Regions from separate parts of the Mus musculus genome. Here region 1 is linked to region 2. A link is a contact called in public Hi-C data. All regions are on one chromosome and are shown on one strand. The core of a region is the stretch at or near the end of the contact, and the rest is flanking DNA. Distances in the headings are between cores, read along the strand shown.

Region 1 (6,943 bases), core at 1,807-4,306, 99 kb before region 2:
CAGCACTCTAACGGCGCTGTTAACAGCTTACTTGAGAACTGTCTTCCAGCCTTCCCTCACTGATAAACTATTACCTAGATGTGTAAGACGCTTCTGGTCAGTGTTATCACAGCAAAAGGTAGCCCATGCATGCACACATGCACGCACGTGCAAGGGTGCACACACATTCACTTACGTACAGATTTTGAGACTCGGTCTGTGCATAAGCATCCACAGGCAGGTGGATCTCGTGAGTACCCACCTGAGCTTAACCTCAGTCTCTGTGCTTACTACCTAAGCCGTGCCAAGGATTCCCTTTCTCTTCATTTCCAGCTATTCCTGCCTATACTACTTCTAGGCCAATATCAAGGTATTTCTCTCCCCGCCCCCCGCCTTTTTTTCAATGACTCCCCAAAGCCCTTCTGATAAATCTAAAGTTTCTTGGCATGTTCTTCATGATGCAGCCATTACCCCAAGTCCCCTTCAGTCTCCCCTTGTTGCATACCGTACCTAAGCAGTCTCCCACACTCACTCACTCCACCTTCTTGTTCCCACTTGAGTCTCAGGCACTCACTCTTTTCCTCTTCCACTTCCTAAATCTCAAAGTGTCTCTCATCTTCCAAACCCAGGTACATCTGCCTTTCCCTCCATACATACAGATCTGGCTTTTCCACTTGACATCAAGATGAATAAAATTTAACATCCTCTTTTCATTTAGTGGAAAGGCAGAAAAAATTTACAAATTCCACATAAATATAAAATATTAAGAAAACAAAAAAACTGAAAAACTACTTCCTAGCAGATATGTTAACTAGTTATGTCAATAGCTAGAAAATAAAAATCAATTATTTTCCTGTGCATTAAAATGAGGGGAAGAAAATTTCTACTTAATAATAACATCTTTCTTCCTTCCTCAAAGACCTTCTAAAAAAATTAGAAGATCTTTACCTCTCTTTAGTTAAACTGTGAATACAATCTAATTATCATCAAATCTAAACAAGGCTTACTAAAGACACTAAAAATCTGATTCCCAAGTTCATTTAGAAGGAAGTGATTTGAGAAGATATGAAGCTTTTTTAGGTTATAACAGTCACCAGGATGTGTCATACCACTTTATTGAGATAGTATGGGTCTAGTGGTAAGAAACAAAAAACACCTGGTCTACAGAGTGAGTTCCAGGACAGCCAGAGCTACACAGAGAAACCCTATCTTGGAAAAAAAAAAAAAAGAAAAAGAAAAAGAAAAAGAAAAAGAAAAAGAAAAAGAAAAAGATGAAACAAAAACCAAACAACCAATAAGTCTATAAACAGAAGTCAGAAAATTAGTAAATAAATTATAGTTAGGTGACTGGCACCTATTTGAAGAGGTTAAACTGGTCACTTCAACAGACTAAATACCAAGTATAATATCAAATAAGTATCTTTACACAAAAATCACACACACACACACACACACACACACACACACACTCACATGCACCTCATACTTAGCATAAATGGGAAACCCTCCTTCCAAGTATTGCTGAGCTTAAAAATAATACACTATGGCCAACAATCAATGTATCTTTATTGTGTGAAAATCTGGTACTAACTAAATCCTACTGTCACTATTAAATTATGAATATTATAGAAGTAGCTGTAATTGCAGTCTTTTGCTCAGTATTAGATAATACAAAAAAGTTTTGTAATGAAAACAAAAAACAAAAAAAACTTTGAGGGCTGTGGCTGGTACTTCCTCTTCATTTAATCTAATTCTTTGCCTTCCAGGCTGCAACTTCAATTTGCACTCCAGGCCCAGGGTTAAATGTCACTTCCTCAGAAGCAGCCTTTCATCTTCCCCAGCCCGTAATTACATTATAGTTGTACAGCTGCTCATCCACGGAATGGTCTGTGGTCCGCAACGTACCATGGGCCTCAGAGAGTAATTACTGTTTTAATCACTACACACAACACTTACACCTGACACAGGAGACATACCCATCATTCCAGCATGCTATATTAACTTACATATAATATTACATATCCTGTTGGGACACATCCTCAAAACTATGAACGTGCCCCCACTCCAAACCCCCAAACACTGAGGTTGTCATTAAGAGCATCTTAATTTACAGAATATGAAATAGCTCTCAAAGTCATACTGGTCACTCAGAAAACCACTAAAAAATGCCGTAACCCAACCCTACAACTTCTGCAATAAACAATTCACACAGGTCCATCCAATCAATCCCTTCACAGGTCTTTCGGTATACCCTAAGTATACCCTAAGTATACCCTAAGTATACCCTAAGTATCGAAGGGGGTCCAGGCCTGCCTGTGTCTAGCTGTCTGTGCTCTACACTGACTGCTCCCCTCTACACACACACACACACACACACACACACACACACACACACTTTGCACTTTCACTCGTTGCCCTCTTTTTCTTGATCACTTTCTCAGACCTCCAAAATAAACTGCCAACTTAATTAACGTATACATTACCGGCAAGGCAGGCACCGGATCTTTGGAATCGACATATACATCTCTTAGCAATGACAGCAGCTTGTTATCTTTTTTAGAAACAACTTCTTCGATTTCTGGATACTCTAAGGAAAGAAAATAAGCCATAGTATCTTTTTTTTTTTTTTTTAAGGAAAAAAATCTCTAAACTCGTAAACATGTACAATATTAAAAAAAAAAATCATCTGGACATCTTGGGGCAAACACTTGGACGAGAGTCTGCGTGCAGCCTGCGCAGACGCCGGGAGAGAGCGCGGGCTGCCTTGGGCTCCGGGATTCCTTCCAGCCGCCACCACCCGGGGCCCGCGCGGGGACGACCTCAATGTCACCGGAGGCCTGGGAGGGACTGCACTCACGACTCCGGTGCTCCTGCAGGAGGTCGCGGGTAGAAGGGTGCTTGGGTGCCATGGAGGGCTTCCTCTTGCTGATCTCTCGCTCCGCTCGCTTCTCCACGTTGAAGTTCCTTAAGGCGCGGGTCACGCGAGCCCCCATCTCTAAATCATGATGCCCTTAGTTCACTACGCACGTGTAGAAGCCACCGGCACCGGTGACCTCTGTACGCACGGAGCATGCGCACACCAGGGGCCAGGCACCGGTAAAACGCCGAGGACGCGCTCGTCGCCCCCTGGTGGCCGGGAGGACGCACCCTGGACTCCGCCCCGCCCACCCTTCCGCACAGGCGCATGCGCAGACATCTGGGCGTTGTCAGGGACGCCGGCCGGCGACTCCGGAGTCTTTAAGGATGAGCTGCTGTGATCCCACGGTTGCAAAATCCCGAGTAGCCAGTGTGGAGCGGAGATCTTCCAACCTCTTCAGAGGGCAGAGCGCAGGGTCAAGGTTCTGAATTTACCTGCCCATGCTTTTGAGAAATTGAGAATATTTGTTCTCAGCCGCAATTCCATTCTAACAGCCCTTATTTTCCTGTCCCTTGCCTGGAGCTTTCTGAGCCAATTTTGTGTTGGTTTTGTTTGTTTGTTTTAACTCTTTCACTATCTTGACATACCATTTTCCTGCCACTTTGTCCCTAGTGCTATGAGTTTTAGGCTTTCCTTCCCCTTCTCTCATAAGTAGTACTAACTTGACATACTCCTCCATTAGCGCTGAATCACCGTGCTCTTCTCAGCCCCATTTCTCAGCTCTACTGCCTCTCGAGTCTCTGTAATCTTGGCAAACCCTGGTGTAACTTAACGCTGTATTTGGAAAAAGAAAAAAAAAATCTACGGTACACATTCTATCTTCCTTTCCCCTTCTCTTCCACCCACCCTTTGTCTCTTCCTTCTTTTACGTTTCCGAAAGTATTCAATGTGATTGGCCCATAGTTTTTAAAGCCCACCAGCAAGAAAATAAGTTTTCGAATTAATATTTTTCCCAGACTGTGGTTGTGAAATCTATTAAAGATTTTAGCCTGGTTGGTTAGGTGAATAGATTAGTTGTGTCTAACCAACTTAAAGAAAAAAATTAGGGGGAGGGGTTTTCATTTTTTTAAGGACTATTACTAATTAAACTGTTTCATAATAGAGAAAACACTAGAGGGGTAAAGTTCTCACTGTTGCTTATGAAACCTGTCTCTGGAGATGGGTTATGTAGAAGCTAAAACCGTGTTCAGTGAGTTAATTTGTTAGTTATCCTGAAGGTGGCAGTCTGCTCCAAGATTTCCATCTGAGAGCTTTTTAAACAAGTTCATAACTGGGTGCCTTTTTTTTAAAACCAATTTCTCTGGACATCAAGAAATGTTCCTTGGCCTCATTAAGTCTGTTCTGTGCTTTAAGAATTATAGTAGCAATTCCACTCACTGCCTGCTAAAGTATTTTAAATTTTCATGTGATTCCACCAAACTTAGGGCTACATGAAAGTAACCTTACACAAGAGTTTCGAGTGAGTCCAGGACAGCAGATAGTACAAAATTAAAGATCTGTGAATTTCTACACGCAGGAAAGCTTGGATTTGACACTGGAAGAGACAGTGGCAGGTGAGCCTATTGTTTTATCTAGCCTTGGCCTGGGGTTACTCAGACCCTTAAAGACCAAAACAAGGCAGAGAGGCTCCAGCAGAACCCACCTTTGGCTATCTTACTTTGGTAATCAGAATGGAAACAAAATCCTGGACCATAAATCCATAATTTCAGCTCTTCTTGTCAAGACATACAATGTAGCAGAAGGTCTGAACTTAAGATTTTCTTTCTGGCTTCTGCCTGAGGATTGAAGGCAGACCCTCAAGGGAAGTCAGAAGTCTGCTTTTCTCTCAGCCAAACTGAAGTAAGGTTGATAGCTGATAATGAATGATAGTGATGAACTCCAAATATCACCAAAACAGTAAAATGCTAGTTTTTGAGAAGAGACATTTTCCTTTGTTTTGTTTCGTGCTGTATGCCCAAATGGTGCCAGGACAAAGTGGGTGTTTATGCCAAGATCAGTTTCAATCATTGACTAGCATGCTCTTTCCATGTGATGGTGTTGTTGAACCTGGGAAGGCTGGAACATCAATAGGCATTATAACAAGGGTCTAGAATGCCATCTGCCTTTGCCTCGCACTCGCAGCAGTAATAGTCACCATCAGGTAGAACCTGCAAGCTTCCCTCACCATTGTGTAGCAATTTCCTCCTGGTTGAACCTTCCCTCCTAAAGCAGGAGGGATGCTTATGAGACTCAGGAAGTCAACAGAGCTTACAAATCTGGGAAAGCTGAAGGCTACATGTTAAAGAAGGCCACTGAATAGTGCTAGGGAGAGGAGGATTAGAGGTGAGGAGCTGCCTGCCCGTCAGACAAAGAGCTCCAGAATTGCTGTCTCAGTGAGCTGTTACCCAGATCGCAGCAGGCTGGTTAGTGAAATGGCTCCTTACTAGTCATCCCGTTCCTCTAATGTATTCCAGTGAGTAACCCTCCCCCCAAAATTCACTGGCTTCCCAAGTTGGACTCTGGTGGAATTATATACTTTATCCATTCATTGGTTCCCTAGCTCCAGTTAGTAGACATTTATTCACGTCTTCCGAAGAAGTGTCAGGCACACAATACTTACCCTCCTCAGTTCTCCTCTCTGCCTCTACTCACCATTACACACTCCTCCCTGTACAGAACACACTTCAGTGTCCTACAAGGCATTTTAGAACTTACACTCAGGAAGTAGGTGACTCAAGTTCAAGACATACGCTAAAGGCGTTATAGTGAGCAAGTTGCAGATGTTCGTGGGTCTCAGAAATATCTTTGTGGGATATTGATGTTGAGGGAGAATCTCTCTAAAATCTGCACTACAGTACAGGAGTCAATGGATTTGTAAGAGCCCAATTCACATTATTTCTGAGGTTGTAGGTTTGGCTAGTTTTATAGTGACATGGAGTTACTTGTTTGTGAAACTTGCAACTGGAATCAGAGGCACCCAGACTTCAAGACAAAAGGCATTAGTCTTTTTGTAGATCTAGTGTTCAAACTAAGGAACTGTGAACCTTATAAATCACAGTGAAAAGAAACACAGATCTCTGCTCAAAAGAAATATATTATGAGCCAAATATGAATGACCATAGCTTGAGAATATAGATTCAGGTTGTCCTAAATGATATGATCTAGTGTGGGAGTGGGTATGTAAACTTTTCATAAGCCAGAACAAAAGAGCCATAAATTAATGGGCTTACCAAATATACTTATTGTGGCAAGGTTACCTAATAATAGCAGCTGCTAAAAGGGCTATTTGTTTTGGTTTACAGTCCAAGGCTATACAGACTATCAAGGCAGAGAAAGCATGGTAGCAAAAGTGAGACACCTAGTCACTTTGCCTCTGCATTCAGGAAACAGAAAAAAAAAAAAAAAAAAAAAAAAAAAAAAAAAAAAAAACCCTGGTGCTCGTCTTGTCACGCTCCAAACCCATGAAATAATGTCACTCACATTTCCCATTGCAAGAAACCCTATCAAGATAGGGAGCCCAGAGGCTTGTCTCTTTGGTGATTGTAAATTCTCTCAAGTTGACAGCCAAGAGCCATCCCACGTCTACTCATGATCAATTTGACATCATAACACGCCACTTTTAAGTCACAACAGTCTATCTATTGTCCTCATAGGCTCATGGCTATCTCATACAATGTATGTAGTCCAATTTCAAAAGCCCCCAAAGTCTTTAACAATCCCTCAAATTATACAAATGCAGGGTCTCTTCTGAAACTCAAGTAGTCTTTTAACTATGAGCCCCTAGAACATCAAAACACCAGTTACACACTCTCACTATATGTGTCACAGAATAAGCAGCTCCATTACAAATGGGAGTGATGGGAGCAAGGAAGGAGTGCACCAAAGCAAGGCTGAAACTCGAACAGGGCAAGCACCAAATCCTGCAGCTCCATGTTTGGCATCTGGGGCCTGTGATGGAATCATCTATGCTCTAAAGGGCTCAGGTAGCACCACCCCTCTACCTGAGGCACACTCACACAGTACTGGCATCTTTAGCATTTTGGATGCTCCATTGTAGCATAGACTCTA
Region 2 (7,355 bases), core at 2,798-5,297:
CTCTTCAGCACCTTAAGATAACTGTGTCCTGGAATATGCACCATTTTTGGTGCTAGGTATGGTTGAAAATGTGGACTCTATACAGTCCTCTGAAACCTGATTTCATTATGCTCAATTTGCATCGTTTTAGTTAGTCCTCTGTATCCATGGGTCCAGCATCCATGGAGTAACCTCAGATCAAAAATAGATTTAAAAATGTGTCTTATTAAATACACACTATTCCTTAAAAAATAAAACAGCAGAACTGTTTTCTTAGTTTTGACATTATCACAAGTAATTTGGCAGTGGTCAAAAGAACCCTCAAGATCTTCCTCTCAGATTTTTTTCTCCTTTCAAACTATTATGGATTAAGATGATAACAAAAAGGATTAGTATTTGACATGTTAGGTACATTAGCAAGATGTAAAAGAAAAACACTGCATCAACAGATGATCACTGCACAACTCATTTTTGTAGGGATTAAAGAAATTTAACATCTGCTTACCAAGGAGCTGTGACAAATTAGTCTCTGGTTGGAAATTTCATTTGAAAAGAGATAAGACAGGTCATTCTTAAACTATATTCTGCATCTGCTGCTTCTTAACAATTGTTAGCTCTGTGTGCAGAAGAGGTATATTTTGTAGTGGAAAATTCTGATATCCTCCACAGGATATCAAAATGTAGAAAAATAATAGTAAATAGTAAGAAAACTTTTCTATGGTGGCACATTCTTAATTCATCTTGACTCACCTTTAAATGCTATTTTAATTCATCAAATTAAACTATGCAGGATGAGAAGGCCATCCTTAGATAAGTTTGGAGAAACACTAATTTACCTTGCTGACCTGCCATGAGCACTGCTAGCAGGGAACTGAGCTCACTTTATGATTTTTCTATCACATACTGTTTGAAATGTATCAGATTAGATATAATACCTTAATGGTGAACTGTTCTAACCTTTAAGATTCTTTTCTCAATTTGCTGGATTAGTAACCTAAGATTTTCAAAAAGAGTAAGATTTTTTTTAACCCACCTGTAATAAATACCCTTTCCCATTTCAAAGCTCAAGTGTTTGTCTCTGTTTGTGTTTGATATCATACCATAGAGCCTACAAAGCACACTGTGAGAGGAACTGTAGCAATAATGGGTTGCTAAGCAAGTCTCTCAGCTAATTAAGCAATGTGGCTTGAATTATTCTAACCGTCTGTGCAGCTCACCCATGATGGAGCAGGTGAGAATGATGCTCATTTTAGTTTTTGTCAGAACTTACACTAGAAATAAGTGAAAGAATATCCTACTTGTAATAATTAAAAAGAAAAGGACTACTAGGTGAAGTTGTATGGGCTGAATGTTTGAAACAACCCAATATGCAGTAATAATCGAATACCTAACCAGATGGTAATTTCATTAAGTATTTCAAAATCATACCAATTGCAGGTTTCTTTATAATATAATAAATGCTACATTTTATCAGATTACAGATATTTTATTATGCAAACCAGAAGCACAGTGTAATATATCCCTTTTGTAAATAAGCATTTTTACCCTATTATTGCTCCCTTTCAAAATAAAATTGAGACAGAAGGAAGCCTACTCAGCTTATCCAAATTATAATTAATTTTGGCAATTGGGTGTATTACAAAATGTGAGCTAGACTCTCTAAGGAGAGTTGTAAATGCAGTCATGGACCAGGTCCCAGATTGTTCAAATAATTTATTTTTCTGTTTAGAGTTGCTTCACTCATTAAAAGCCAAGGCAAAGGGTGGGTAGCAGGGACGGATGGGAAGTGCACACAGGCCAGGAACTTCAATTCTGCCGAGCACACCTGCTCTCTTATGCTAACCCTGGAGCTGCTGTGAGGATCCAGTTGTCATTTCCTCCCCATTTTCCTCCTCTCTGTGTGTGGCTTCGTCAATGAGTGCTTGATTAGAGAAGCATCATCCTTCTGTGTGTACATACCCAGTAGGTACTTGGTTTAAACTGATTCCACTAATCACACTTGGAAGGAAACGGAAATTTCCATGGATAGTGTCTGTGGTTCCGATCACTGCAGGTGTAGTTCGTAAGATCTTAATTGTTCCCCGTGACTATTGGATGTTTTTTCTTTCTATCTTTAGTCAGCTATTATCAAATCTCAAATACTTTCTATACTCAACTCTCTAAAAAGGTCAAAAATCTGAAAGTTTAAAAATATCAAGAGCATGTCTAGGAAAGTGGGAAGGGGCTGTTAAATGTCAGTGTTCAATTCCTACTGGCTCCTCCATGGTGTTCTGTGCTACTGGTGTCATGAGCTTCTAGAATACTCTTTGCATTTTTCTCACTTTTCCTTCCTTTCTTATACTCTTTAATGCAGCTGGAATGCTTGCGGATTCTTCTGAAACCTTCTAAGCCTGACTCTGACGACCCAGCTTGAGGATGCCGTCTGAACACTGCCTCAGGTACACACTGAATGAGAAGCCCTTTTCAGTATGGCGAGCTGAACCCAGGAACAACGCAGTACTGAGCACAAAGCAGTGAACAGTGAGCACTGAGCACAGAGCATTGAGCACAGCATAGAGCACTGAGCACAGAGCAGTGAGCACTGAGCACCGAGAACTGAGCACAGAGACTGAGCATAGAGCACTGAGCACAAAGCACTGAGCACAGAGCACAGAACACTAAATACAGAGTACTGAGCAGAGCACGGAGCATAGAGCACTGAGCACAGAGCAGAGAACACTAAATACAGAGCACTGAGCATAGAGAACTGAGCACAGAGCACTGAGCACAAGGCTCGAACTGAGCACGATTTGACTGAATAAACATAACAGTCATGATTTTTGTGATTTTGGTATTTGGAAAAAGGATGAACCACTAAGACCTCTTGATCAAACTTAGAAAAGCCTCATGAGTCTTTGGCTGATACTGCTTTTTGTTTTTGTTTTTTGTTTTTTGTTTTTTTTCTTTCTTATTTTGGATGGTAACCCTTTGAGAAAAAGGCAAATCACTATAAAGGTACATGATAAAAATTTGTAGAAAACTATGCTGCCTCTGAATATTGACCCCTTTAATGCAATCCCTTTGGGGAGGATTCAGAAGTTCCTGCTACCTTTTTTGAATATATATTTATTTGATAAGTATTTGCTGAGGCAAACATTCAACTTGATGTAAAGTACCAGCTATGACTGATACAAAATTTGATTTATTCCTTCATAAACTGGGTATTCTATCATAGAAACAGCTACACCACCAGCAATGCAAATGCCGTGATGAAAACCGTTCTGATGGTAAAGTGCAGTGCAAACCCAGGAAAGAAGCAGGCCTGAGGTCCCAAGGATGAGCTGAGCTGGGCGGTGCACCGAGGCGGGAGGGAGCTCCACAGTCTAAAGTCTGAGAGGCAGCCAGAGGGAAAGTAAGTGGCGGCCATTCTGCCTGGAGGCCGGTCCCCATCAGTTTCTGAGGAAGCAGTCCAAAGGTCTCTAGAAGAAATAAGAAGAGAGGTAATAGAACTGAGGAATAGCTGTAGAGTGTGAGGAATTAGATATTTCTATTAAATAGAGCTGTCTGCAGCTATTAGAGATGGCTAGTTCCAAAATCAGTTCAGAGTCGGTGGCATTGCCAGAGCAGGTCTAGCACTGCTTTATGCCTCTTGTGAGTTTGTTGCAGTCAGCAATTCTCAGTGGAGAATTAGGGAATGGTGTTCAAGGGCCAGCAGTATTTCTTATCATCAGGGATCGGTTGATTTTAGCTACATATTGTGCTAAACATCTTACAGTGTTTAAGACTGGTCCTCAGAGCAAGGTTTCTTAAGGTGGTTTAACCTGTCTCAGAATGCAGTTAATTCCAAGGCCGAGAAGCCCTATGCTAGATCTGGTACCCTGCCAAAATGATACACGTGGACTATGGTATTTATATGGTACGACGTCAGACAGTTTGTTCCTTGGTACCAGAATCTGTGTGTTCTCCAAGTGATTTCTTACCCTAAGCCTGCAATTTATGGTAATCAGCTCCCATCCTTCTGCCCTGTCTTCCACTGTGGAGTCATCTCCTTCCCTGCTCCCGCCCACAGCCCTGGCCCCCCTCCTCTCGGGCTTCCATTATGCCTTTTGGAACTGTTGCAACAAGACCATGAATGCTGTTGTGTCTTCCTCCTCAGCACAGACCTTTTATGGAAGAGCTGCCCAGATTCCAGGCCCTGGGATCCTCAGCCTGCTTTTCTCCAGAGAACGTTTTCTTCCAGCCAGCCACATTAGACCGCAGCCATAGCATGGATCTTGTTATCCCCACTAGTCACTTCATGTCTGAGATTCCTCCTGCTGTGGATTCATTTCCCAGCTTGCAGGTTTACCTTTTTCACTAGGGCTGTTATTTGCCTTCGTGACTGTATCTCCATAGATGCTATTGAGTTCTTTTTATGTTGACCAGCTATTGCTGCTAGCCATGGGACCTGGCCTTAGGAGTGGTTTGTATCCCCAGTGACATTCTGTTGGGGAAAACTAAGTTGTCATTAATGGCAATTATCAACTTGAGGTAGTTTCTGGATCAGGGGTGAGCACTTTTGTCCACTTCTCGTCTTACCACTGGGCCCTCACCTAGCACAGATAAGTGCAGACTCTATGCATGCTGCCGTGATCTCTGTGAGTTCAGATGTTCCTTGGTTCTGCTGGATTGGGTGTCTAGAAAGCCTTACTTCCTTGATATCCCTGCATGCTCTCTGGCTCTTACAATCTTTCCATCTCCTCTTCGGTGGGCTTTCCTGAGATCTGAGAGGAGGGGTTTGATGGAGGCAAATCATTTAGGACCAAGTGGTGCCTGGCTTTACGCACATTGTCTGGCTGTGAATCTCTGTATTAGTTTCCGTCTGCTGCAGCAGGAGGAGGCTCCTTTGATGATAGCTGGCTGGTCTGTGAGTTAGCAGAATGGTTGTTAGGAGTCATTTTATTGCTGTGTTCTCTTCTTAACAGGCTTAAATTCTGAAACTTTTGCCCAACCTTTAATTTTTTTCCATTTCAGTTGTTTTTGTGGCATTTGCCTGTGAGAATTTTCATTCAGATGAACTGAATAATCTATGCTGTCCAGTGCAGATCAGTTCATAAAAGTCTTTACATCAAACAAGCCCCCAGATGCCCAGAGTCTTACAGCTGTTTCTGGGGTTCCTATTTCCTGCCCCTTAAGAAGCAAAGCAAGCCATGACTTGCTTCTGTGCTTTCGGGGCCTTTTCCATGCAAGCAGCTTTTACTGTGCTCTTGGGACAGCTGGGCTCTGTCGGTTTCTCTCTGAGAAACCTGAGTTCTGTTTCTCTCCTTAGCCGAGGCTGAGTTTTGAGCTTCAGACCCATGAATCAAGCTGTGCTTTTGACATCTGCCCCTAGAAAGAAAAGTCTTTAAGACAACTCAAATTTAACATATCCCAAAATGAGTTTATTATTTTCTTCTTTTCCAGTTGCCCTACTGTTGGGACATCAAGTTTTATAAACCTGAAATAGGAGCATCTCCATGAGACGCCCCCCTTCCCATCCATATCTATATCTAACCTGTCACCGAGACTCCTAACTTTTCCCCATGAGTAGCTTTCAAATCTGTTCACCTCTCTGAAGCATTGTCCTGATGTTTCAGGGCAGGGCTCAGAGAGGCCTCAGCTACTGCCGTGGTCCCAAGCTGCCCCAGTCTGGCCCAGTCTCCCTAAGTGCTCTTGGGACTGCAATCCAGTTGAGCTTTTCTGAGACTTGCCATGGCTCTTGGTTGCCCTGGCCCACACATCCTACGTGAGTCATCACCTCAGCTGCGGTTACTCAGTTCCTTTGTACCCCCAGTTTCAGCCACTGATTTCTGTAGAAGAGTGTGTCAGTCTGTCTGTGCTCCTTGCTGACACAGGCCAAAGCTTGCCGTCCTCTTTTCCTGCGTACATCTTCTCTTCTTTGTCTCAGGGTGGTAACTCATCCATCTGCACCTTAGCTAGTTCTCCTTTGGGAAGCTGAGAGTACTTACTTGGTGTGCCACTGTCCTGATACACTGAATATGCTGTGATGGCCGTTACCACACTTTATTTATTCAGTATTTTATTTCCAGCATCTAGAATATCAAGGCAGAATAAATGTTTCTTATATGTAGGAATTAGGGAAGGGATATAAAAAGCTGTTGGTGTATAAGTAAACTTCTTTCTCCGTAGTCTTAATATTTCTTACTTGTGCAAAATGTCTTAATCTAAGCTTGTTATTATAGCTATGTTTATTTTTAGCATCCACTTTATAGAGTTTATAAAATATTATATAAAAATAAAATTAATCCCATTACCAAATCTGTTAAAAGCCTGCCCACATAAATAAGTAGCATTCTTTTACTATTAATGTATAAAAATATCTTTACCCTGTTGAGTGGTAGGTAAACATTAAAAGAGAAATCTACAGAACTTTTACATTTGAAATGTAAAGTAGAAAAGTATAGAGTTGTATTAGAATTTACATCTTAAGAACTTTCTGACTTCAGTTAAGTGAATAAATGAAAATAAGAGCTGTTGGGATTTCTGGGATTGAAGAGTTAACTCTATGCACTCAAAGTAGCCATTTGTGCTAAAGCAGACATTCAGGATGAGCAGGAGGCCACTGTCAGAAGCGTGCTCTGCATTTGATTTACTCGTTTTTCATGATTGGTTCCAGAATGAAAGTTACTGGCTCAAAGTCATGATTAGTCCTATTCCCTGGGACCTCATGAATGAATCTCCCCATTATTGGATGCTGGTATGTGACCAGTCTGGGGCTAACTCCCTGGCATTACTAATGTCCATCAGCTGCTGAGGGAATCTGGGATTCCTACTGTGATCCAGAGTCCTGGGTAGGCCAGTCCTGTGAGATGCAGAAATGGTGCTCTCGGACAGTGGCAGCTTGCCTGGAGTAACCTGGCAGGGTGCCTGTGAGCTGGTGGACTTGGAAATGGAGTCATGACAGGAAGCATGTCTAGTTTAAAGTAGATACATTTAAAATAAGGACTGAAGAGACAGCTCTGATTAATCTCTGTGATGTATTTCATATAAATCAGTGTGTCCCAAGTCACAGCCTAAGCTTTATGTCTTAAGTATAAGAGTATTAATGAGATATATTGAGTCCTTTTTTCATATCATTTTTGACAGCACACCTTAACTTGCACTAGCCTACTGAGAGAGTTCAGCAGCCCCAGGTTGCTAGTGACACCTGTTTTAGTAATGCAGATCTTGGGCTCCCACAGAAGACAGTACTAACTGTGGATTTTGAGCCATACCATTTTTTCATGGAAGAATTTTCCCAGTTTTAAGCATCTTCTCAAATCTGAATTTCCCCTGAAAAATGTGGAGCCATTCTCAGGTCTTTCCCCAGCTATGGGGAAAGTTTTTGATGCAGTTTTTCCTTTGTTTGTTTGATTCCC

What was found. A called contact is a pair of places that touch in the nucleus more often than the background predicts.
Region 1: a Hi-C map of uterus shows a contact between it and region 2, with 5 times the contacts expected there. The contact joins the promoter of Ndufaf4 here to the enhancer-like site in region 2. A contact is called at or near these places in 4 of 39 promoter capture datasets (embryonic stem cells, hippocampal neurons and liver), 5 of 484 Hi-C or Micro-C datasets (embryonic stem cells, forebrain, reprogramming fibroblasts and 1 more) and 2 of 9 other capture datasets (adipose tissue and pancreatic islet).

The regions. Positions count from the first base shown.
Region 1 is chr4:24,894,196-24,901,138 of GRCm38.p6, reverse strand. Ndufaf4 (NADH:ubiquinone oxidoreductase complex assembly factor 4) reads right to left here and starts at 3,056. Exons shown (of 3, transcript NM_026742.4): 1 at 2,837-3,056; 2 at 2,463-2,566. The coding sequence starts at 2,972. It overlaps Gm46848 (a long non-coding RNA gene), which reads left to right and starts at 3,017. Exons shown (of 3, transcript XR_001784261.2): 1 at 3,017-4,449.
Region 2 is chr4:24,795,868-24,803,222 of GRCm38.p6, reverse strand. Klhl32 (kelch-like 32) reads left to right here. Exons shown (of 11, transcript NM_001163020.2): 2 at 2,333-2,417. The coding sequence starts at 2,395. Among named protein-coding and RNA genes, the nearest start is that of Gm31379, 52 kb to the left of the region's middle. Within about 2 kb of position 4,047, at least 14 of the 459 cell types and tissues checked have an H3K27ac peak or open chromatin away from gene starts, as enhancers often do. A contact at or near this core is called in hippocampal neurons and uterus, where this site is marked.